Linked DNA regions of Mus musculus: region 2 is linked to region 1. Evidence: chromatin contacts called from public HiChIP or PLAC-seq data. All regions are on one chromosome and are shown on one strand. The core of a region is the stretch at or near the end of the contact, and the rest is flanking DNA. Distances in the headings are between cores, read along the strand shown.

Region 1 (3,989 bases), core at 764-3,263:
GGTCCTTGCCTTGGGAATAACTCCAGTGCTCCTCTTAGTTGCTGCAGCTAATATACCTTTGATTACTCTTGGTTGTGCTCTGAAGCTTTGCACTAACCAAGATGTCTATCTTTATTGCATATGGTTACACGTTTGGTTACAGTGTCTTCTTTGACAGACAGCTTGTCAAGCCAAGCAGGGATTAAAAGGAAGGTAGCGGCATTGGAATCCACTTTAAAAATAACTCCTGGGTGTGCCTGCTCAGCTGTACGCATACTGCATGCATTCCAGTGCCCATGGAGGCCAGATGAGGGCATCAGAGCCCCTGGAACTGGAATTACAGGTGCTTGTGAGCTGCCTAATCTAGATGTTGGGAATTCAATTCCAGTCCACTGTAAGCGCCCAAATGCTCTTAGCCACTGAGACAAATCTGCAGGCATCACACTCCACTTTTTACAAAAAGAATTTTCTTTTTCTGGTTATTTGAGACAGGGTTTCTCTGGCTATCCTGGAACTCAACCTGTAGACCAAGCTGGTCTTGAACTCTGAGATCCGTCTGCCTCGGCCTCCCAAGTGCAGTGAGTCCCCTGGAGCTGGAAGTTACAGGTGGTTTGTGAGCAACCTAACATAGGTGCTGGGAACCAAACTTGGGTCTTCTACAAAAACAGTAACTGCTCTTAACTGCTAAGCCACCTCCAGCCCTTACAAAGCCACATTCTTTATTCAGCCACCACAGGTACCCTTTCCTATGTTAGGTTAGCAAGGGTGGATCCTAGTGCCTGGAGCCTGAGCTTCGTGGCACCAGCAGGCTTTCAAGAATAGGTCTCAGGCCTGCCACACTGGGGGCTCTGAGGACAGTTTTTTCTGCCTTGGAAGATTGTGGGAAACTCTTTTCAACCTGTGGCATCCTGGCTCAGAGCTTCAGCCCTCTTCATCTGGTGGAAATGGAAAACTGGGCAGATTTAAAAAAAGGACCAGGTCCTCACACAGACAGACCCATCCCTTGGCTGCAGTTCATTGTGCGACTCCACTGAACCGATGGACTGAAGGCACAACAGGTGTGGTTTGCACAAGCCTTGCAAGCCCTGAGATGCCTCACAGCAGGTTTGGAATGATTGATTATGTTATGAGCTGTGGTGTTTCTACTGCACGAACCGAAGCATGATGGTTTAATTATAGAAAACAAAGAATTTTAATATTTCCCTATCATTCCTCAGCATGTATTAGAGTGTCTAGATTATATTGGACAAACGCATCCACCTAATTAGTATGCAAATCTGCTTTTGTCTCTAGTCAGTGGTAAAATTGTGTGTATGCCGAGTTTTACAATAAATTCTTTTCTGATTCACTTATCAGTAAATGTTTGATTCGTATGCCTATTTTAGATACCTAGAGTCGCTGAAAAACTTTCTGAGTAGGATGGGATTGCTAGTGGAGAAAGCTTAAGAAACCTTGCTTAGGGTCACCTGATGTCAGTGTCATTGCTCCTCCGCCCCCAACCCCTTCAGCACAGGATCTTCAGGACTTGGGGTCTCTGGTGTGTTTCGTGTCTCAGTAGCTATGTTGGTTCCACGATCAAAACTTAGTCCAAGATACTGTAGGGGGGTCCCATTCTGCAGAAGCTGATTCAGATCAAAACTAGGTTATTAAGCATTCGGAGAAGGGCATCAAACACACCGGCAGTCCCAGGTACACTCAGGACAGCGCTAGTACGCACTCCTGCTTCAGCCTGCCAATTGTTGCCTCGGTTCGAATCCGCTGGGGGCGCGGTCTACACCACCTGTGGCCTCCAACCCGGAGTCCAGTCTTCCCACAGATCTCCCGGTAAGTCGATCCTTACACTTTCTCACCTGCGTCTTGCAGCCTTAAGGCCCAATGCGACCGGCCGGAAGCAGGGACAGAAAATGCGCTTGCGCTGAGTGACAAGCTCTTAGAGAAAACCCCTGTCTCAAGACTATCTACAGCTACCAGCACCGAGTTTATACACACTGCGCTTGCGCAGGACACCCAGGCCTGGGCGGGGCGTGCTCTTCGGCCAGCTGGAGTGCTCCGCGCTTGCGCAGGTCCAGGGCGGCGGCTCAGGCTTCGGGTGGGCATCGTCTGTTCCTTTCTGGTATAGCCTAGAATTCAGCGGAGAAACGCGGCTGAGGTAGGTTTCTTAATGGACAGCTTAGACATCTGGATCGCAAGTGAGGCAGGGCAAGCTAGGCAAAAGGTCTTCCCTGTGCATGTCTCCAGCGCACTGAGGCCTCCGCCCCCTCTGGAGGCTTTAGAGTGCCCTCTCGAAGGTTCTATTCCAGCTACCCCCTCCCCTTTTCTCAGCACCGTCCGCCCTCTTCGCTCTCCTTTCGCTGCACCTCTCAATTCCCCCTGCGCACCTCCGCTGGCTCTTAGAGCCACGCCCTTCCAGGACCACGCCCACCTGCCTTCTGTATCCCGAGCCACATCCCCCATGCCTCTATATTCTTGGCCTCTATGGCCTCATCTGCTTGGCCTGGAGAACCCTCCAATTCATTGTCTTTCTTCCTCCGGGCACCCTCCCAGGCTTTTCACTGAAAATATAATTGTAAATAATTTGTGATTCTAATTATTACGAAGTAAGTATGAAGTCCAGATCTGGACGCACAACAGGCGTTTAAACAAAGAATCGATGTAATCTCAGAGCCAGTTAGGGTTACATTGCCCCTGGGGGTAAAAAAATAGAATTAAAGAACAGGAGGGTGTCGGGCATGGGGATTTCAGTTCTGCCTGTGGGTTAGGTCAAGTACTGGGCAAGGTGTTTTAATTTGAGTTTAAGCTATTAAGTGTTCCTAAAAAAAATGATACTGATTTATTCTAAGTAAAAAGAGGCTTCATAAATATCTCTTAAAAAAGGAGACTTCAGAGGAATAAATCTAGCATATTAAAGGAAGCACACAGCATTTGGATTTTTTAATTTAAAAAGCCCTCTAATGAATTGTGATGATAAAACGCCAATCCTGTTCCATTCTTAACACATACAGTAAACTGTAGCCGTGAAATGAGATTACTGACCAGGCAGTGTAACACTTTGTGCTTCTCTCTCTTCTTTCAAGTAGGCATGGGAGAGAAACTGAAGTAAAGCCCCAGTTATGAGACATGATCATATTGAACTATGGAGGCACCAGGAGAAGGTCCCTGCAGCGAGTCACAGGTCATCCCGGTTCTGGTACGTAAGAGCCACGTGTAATGATCATACAGAGGAACAGTACCAGCTTACAGGGGTGATGTCACTCTCCTTGTCTCTCAAGGTCCTGGCTCACAGGAGGATGCTTGAATTTAGAGAACGTTGAGGCAGGGGGATGGGTCTGGTCATTAGGTCCCATGCTGTGTATTGTCATGAACACTTCAGGGGACACTTCAGCATGCTTCAGATTCTTGTACTTGTTCTTAGATGGCCGTAGCATAGGACCAGGAAAATGCTTGGTACTCGAGAAGATCTGTCTTGGGTACGTATATTCAGTTTGATCCATGTTACCAGAGAAAAGATCTCCTTCAATCTTAAGGAATATTGATTATGTACAGTTAATGAAATGACTATTCAAATAAAAAGGTTTATTAAAAAAATCAAGATTTTCATGTCTGTGGTGTCAGCATCAGCCAGTTTTGTGTCCCTTTTAATGGTATGCCTTCCCTTGGGTTTTAATTTATTCAATTACTTAACTTATTGATATAGGGTCTTACTGTGCATCTATGGCTGGCCTGGAACTGCTATGTAGACATGACTGGTCTCAAATTCACAGAGATCAGCCTGCCTCTGGCTCCTGAACACTGGAATTAAAAGCCTCCGTGCCCAGTGACTGGGTATGTATGTACTGGGCATATTTATATGTAGGATTTATTTTTCATTTCATTCATCATTTTCCATCTTCAGCTGCAGAATGTTTTAATTCTACGAATGCCCAGTGTTTCTTTTGGGAAATGTAAATATTAAGACAACTATAAAATAATATTGTAGACACTGAGGATCTGTCATGCAGAGATGAAAACGT
Region 2 (3,989 bases), core at 707-3,206, 240 kb after region 1:
CTGACAGCTCCCTGACCAGGCCAGCGAGGGCCTCTGCCGCCAAAGGAATAGTGCAGCCTGGACAAACCTGGAGTGGAATCCCATCAAGGACGCCCCATGTTACATTTGTTCTCCGTTGGCGCCAGGACAACAGTTGCCTGCTGCTTCCTTACAGGATAACGGGAGCTACAGTTTCTCGGAGGGTTAGTCTGTGCCAGGTTGTCGTGCCCTTGCCTACTACAGCCCTGTGAGGTGGATTGTTTGTGCCCCAACTTGGAGATGTCCTTGCTATAGGCAGGAAGCATGGCTCTTCATCTGTGAAGTGGGCAGACAGTGCCTACCATGAGGATGTTAAGATGTAGGTGTTAGGCTGGAGGTTTTGGGATGGAGGCCAAGATGGCATGAACCAGGAGGTCCCTGCCTTTCTCTTCCGGTCCACAGCCTACCATCCCAAAAGCCCAGGGAGGATAGACCCCACAAAACAGTAGACAAAGCCGACACCTAGTATCAGATTCCAAAGTGACCACCGGACCTAAGACTCACTTACAGGACCCTAAACTCACCTAATAAATCTATGCCCATACCTTACCATCATACTACCACTTCTTCTTCCCTACCCTATAGAAAGCCCCTACCCCAGCTCAGGGGCAACTTCCCTGACCTCCTCCTGTGAGATCGGGGAAACCCACCAGAGAGCTGCCCCAGCAAACCCGCCTTTACACTTAAATTTGGCTCAGTTTGGCTTAGCGAGGCTGTGGAGCAGGTAAGTAGATGAGCTCACCCAGCATCCAGAGGAAGCATTCGCCCAACACTCCAGAGATGTCACAGCGTGTGCCACCACCTGCCAACACTCCAGAGATGTCACAGCGTGTGCCACCACCTGCCAACACTCCAGAGATGTCACAGCGTGTGCCACCACCTGCCAACACTCCAGAGATGTCACAGCGTGTGCCACCACCTGCCAACACTCCAGAGATGTCACAGCGTGTGCCACCACCTGCCGCCTGGTGGGAGGCTGCTCTGTTTGAATTTGATTTGTTTTGTTAGATTTTTTTCAAAACAGGATTTCTCTGTGTAGCCTGGCTGTTCTCTGTAGACCAGGCTGTCCGTGAACTCAGAGATTCACCTGCCTCTGGCTCCCGAGCGCTGGGATTAAATGCATGTGCCACCACTGCCAGGTTGAAAGTTTCTTTTGTGCTATCAGGAGAGTCCTAAGGTAACCAGCACCCTACCTGAAAGCTCACTGTGGCAGTGCCCCAACTAATTTTAGTGGGTCCTTCAGGGCTAGAAGACATAAGACTAGGATTCCAGAATTTTCCCTCCTTTAAGCACTGCCCTCCAGTCCCAGCCCTGGCTGCTCTAGGACAGGGTACTTCCCAAGGCTCAGGATCAGAATTAGACAGTTTCCTTCCTAGACTGTAGTGTGGCCAGTGTCTCCTTCAGTCTGTATCGGAGCTTATGGAAATGCTGATATCCAGGGATGCTGCCGACTTTTTTTTTTTCATGAGTTTGAGGATAGCACTGTTCTTGCTGGTGTTTTGTGTTCTAGGGGTTTACAACAAAGACTTAGGCCGTATGGAACCAGTTTCCGAATAAATGAGCAGGTGACCTAAATAATACAATCAAATGTGTATAGGCTGTGCCTCTGTGAGGATGTGTACTTCAGTGTGGGAAGGAAGGAGAGGGCGGAGGCTTCCAATGCTAACCCCTCCCAACACACAGCTTGCCTCTACGTGCAGCGTGATGGTCTGGCTGGTAAGGAAGCCATTCCTGGAGGCTCCTCTTACCTGCCTTCCCAAAGGCAGCCATGGAACCCTCGGTGGAAAGGTCCACTTCTTACCATGAGGCATCACTCCTAAGACCAGCACTGGGTAAGCCAGGGCACTACAACCGGTTCCTCGGCCACAGAACTTCTGGCATTCCGAAGGCACGACGCAGGCCACTTGATCTGCAGAGAGAAGTATGGGTTGGATCAACATCCGGGTCATAGTGCTCTCAACTCTGAGCTTGGGGGAGGGGAAGCAGATCTGGAACCGTACTCAGACAGATTGGTGTCAGACTCCTCATCCACCGTAGGCTTATCCAATCCAAGATCCTTCTTCTATACAAAGGGATAAAGAGCTGGGACTCGGGATCCAGGATGTCAAATGCTCTGTCCTTCTGCTGGTCCCAGAGCAAGCCACAGAATCTCTACAAAGCTTTCAAAGGTCCCAATGAAGTGTTAAGAAAGCCCTTGAACCATCCACCATGCACTAACGTTGGACCTTGGATCTCAGAAATTCACTACTCTTTGCCCCAAGATGGGCATAGTTCAACATGGTACGTTAGACTCCTCAAGTCATGGAGAGCAGAGAGGTCGATTTTCTAGTTATAAATATTCATGAGATCGCATGGCACTGCTTGATTACTGAAGAGCAGATGCAAAGAGTGAGTTGTTGAGTTGTTGAATCTCCTCTCTATTAAAGTGGGGTGGGGGTGGGGGGGGCACACAGAAAGAAGCATGTCTCGGGGCAGACAGACAGAAGGGTGAGGTAGAGTGAGAGATGGCTGCTGCTCATGTGACTGAACATAAGAGCTGTTCTCCATTTTCTTTGACCTTGACAGAGACACTTAGCAGCATGCAGTGCTAGAATTCACCCATGCTATCTGGACTGCTAGCAATACTTGCCAGAGAAACTGTTCCCTTACCTAACCAATAAGCAAGACTCGTTGCCTGAGAGACAGATCAAACTAGCAAAAGTCAGTCGACACAGGGATGAAATACATTATGGAATTCTGATCACTCATTAGGAGAGGCGGGCAAGTTAATAGTATTTAGTAGAAAGAATGTGGGCCTTTCTTCTGGTCTTTCTTACAGAAGCAGCCTCTTCAAGATTGTCTCTTGAGTTCCACTGGGAATGCCCAGTCTGGGGCTGTGAGAAACACTGTATCAAAGAGATCCCGGCTCAGCACCTGAGACACAGGCATGAGGCCTGCAATGGGACAGAGCAACCGGAACTCCTAAAGACTGTCTTCCAAAGTTGTGCTGGGCCTTTTGTGGGGAGGAACATGACTGTGTCATGGGAAAATGCATACATCTGTTTTACTTAACACCTTGGAATGCCTGTATTGCTGCCTGTCAATTCCAACACATTCTAAAGAGGCCCTCCAGGCAACCCCAATAAGCACTACACCTCGGGAGACACCGTATTTCAGATGTCCTCCAGGTCGCCAAGGGAGCCGTGACAGAATCAAGAATTTACCTGGGTACAAGATACGGCTGATCATGCCCGGCATCACCATGAGGAACATGGGCAGCAGCTTTAAGTAGCCGCACAATAGGCAGCCACCTTCCATGTGAAGCCTGCTCTTTCCTGCCAGAAACCGCTGGACAGAAACCTGCCAAGAACAGAAGAGTGGACAGGGTCGGAGGTGGATTGAGGCTGGGCCACCTCAGCACAGATGAGATACTTGTCTCTGCTGCGGCGGCATGCCGGGGTTTACTAAGATGCTCGGCCTTCATCCCTACATCTTTGGGCCATCCGGGGTTGGAGAGACGTAGGTTACAGATGAACACATCTTTCCCCATTGATATCTAATAAATGGGATGAGGTCATCGTGTATGTTTTGGGGCTCTCTGCTAGCAGTGCATACAAGCCGTGGAAATGGAAGGCTCGCAAGCCCCTGGCACGGGGAAGACTTCCTCTTCTCTGCCACCCAGAAGGAGTAGGCCCTTATGACTGATGAGGGTGAAGGTAAGGCTGTGGAAATAACCAAGGGTTCAGGTGAAGCTTCCTTGATCAAAACTGAAATGAGCTCCTGCAGCCTTCCTTTCTCTTCTCCCCCACCCCCACCCCCATTCCCAGAGAGCCCTGGCTTCTTGTCCTGGAACTCACTCTGTAGACCAGGCTGGCCTCAAACTCACAGAGATCCGCCTCCCTCCATCTCCTGATGCCCGGATCAAAGGCCGTGCCACCACTGCTGGCTCTACAGCCTTTTCTTTTCTTTCTTTCTTTTTTTTTTTTTTTTTT

What was found. HiChIP or PLAC-seq counts read pairs in DNA pulled down with a chosen protein or histone mark.
Region 2: a contact with region 1 is called in an H3K4me3 HiChIP or PLAC-seq map of embryonic stem cells, with 14 read pairs. The contact joins the enhancer-like site here to the promoter of Prmt2 in region 1. A contact is called at or near these places in 13 of 39 promoter capture datasets (the 3T3-L1 cell line, cranial neural crest, embryonic stem cells and 4 more), 2 of 15 datasets of contacts at CTCF or cohesin (embryonic stem cells and stem cell-derived epiblast-like cells), 12 of 484 Hi-C or Micro-C datasets (cerebral cortex, embryonic stem cells, myeloid progenitors and 1 more), 7 of 115 datasets of contacts at active chromatin or transcription factors (embryonic stem cells, intestinal crypt epithelium and stem cell-derived neural progenitor cells) and 3 of 9 other capture datasets (adipose tissue, embryonic stem cells and pancreatic islet).

The regions. Positions count from the first base shown.
Region 1 is chr10:76,235,889-76,239,877 of GRCm38.p6, reverse strand. Prmt2 (protein arginine N-methyltransferase 2) reads left to right here and starts at 2,013. Exons shown (of 11, transcript NM_133182.3): 1 at 2,013-2,128; 2 at 3,057-3,166. The coding sequence starts at 3,113.
Region 2 is chr10:75,991,763-75,995,751 of GRCm38.p6, reverse strand. Gm5134 (predicted gene 5134) reads right to left here. Exons shown (of 14, transcript NM_198635.3): 8 at 3,222-3,357; 9 at 1,820-1,927. Among named protein-coding and RNA genes, the nearest start is that of Mir6409, 15 kb to the left of the region's middle. Within about 2 kb of position 1,956, at least 9 of the 459 cell types and tissues checked have an H3K27ac peak or open chromatin away from gene starts, as enhancers often do. A contact at or near this core is called in embryonic stem cells, where this site is marked.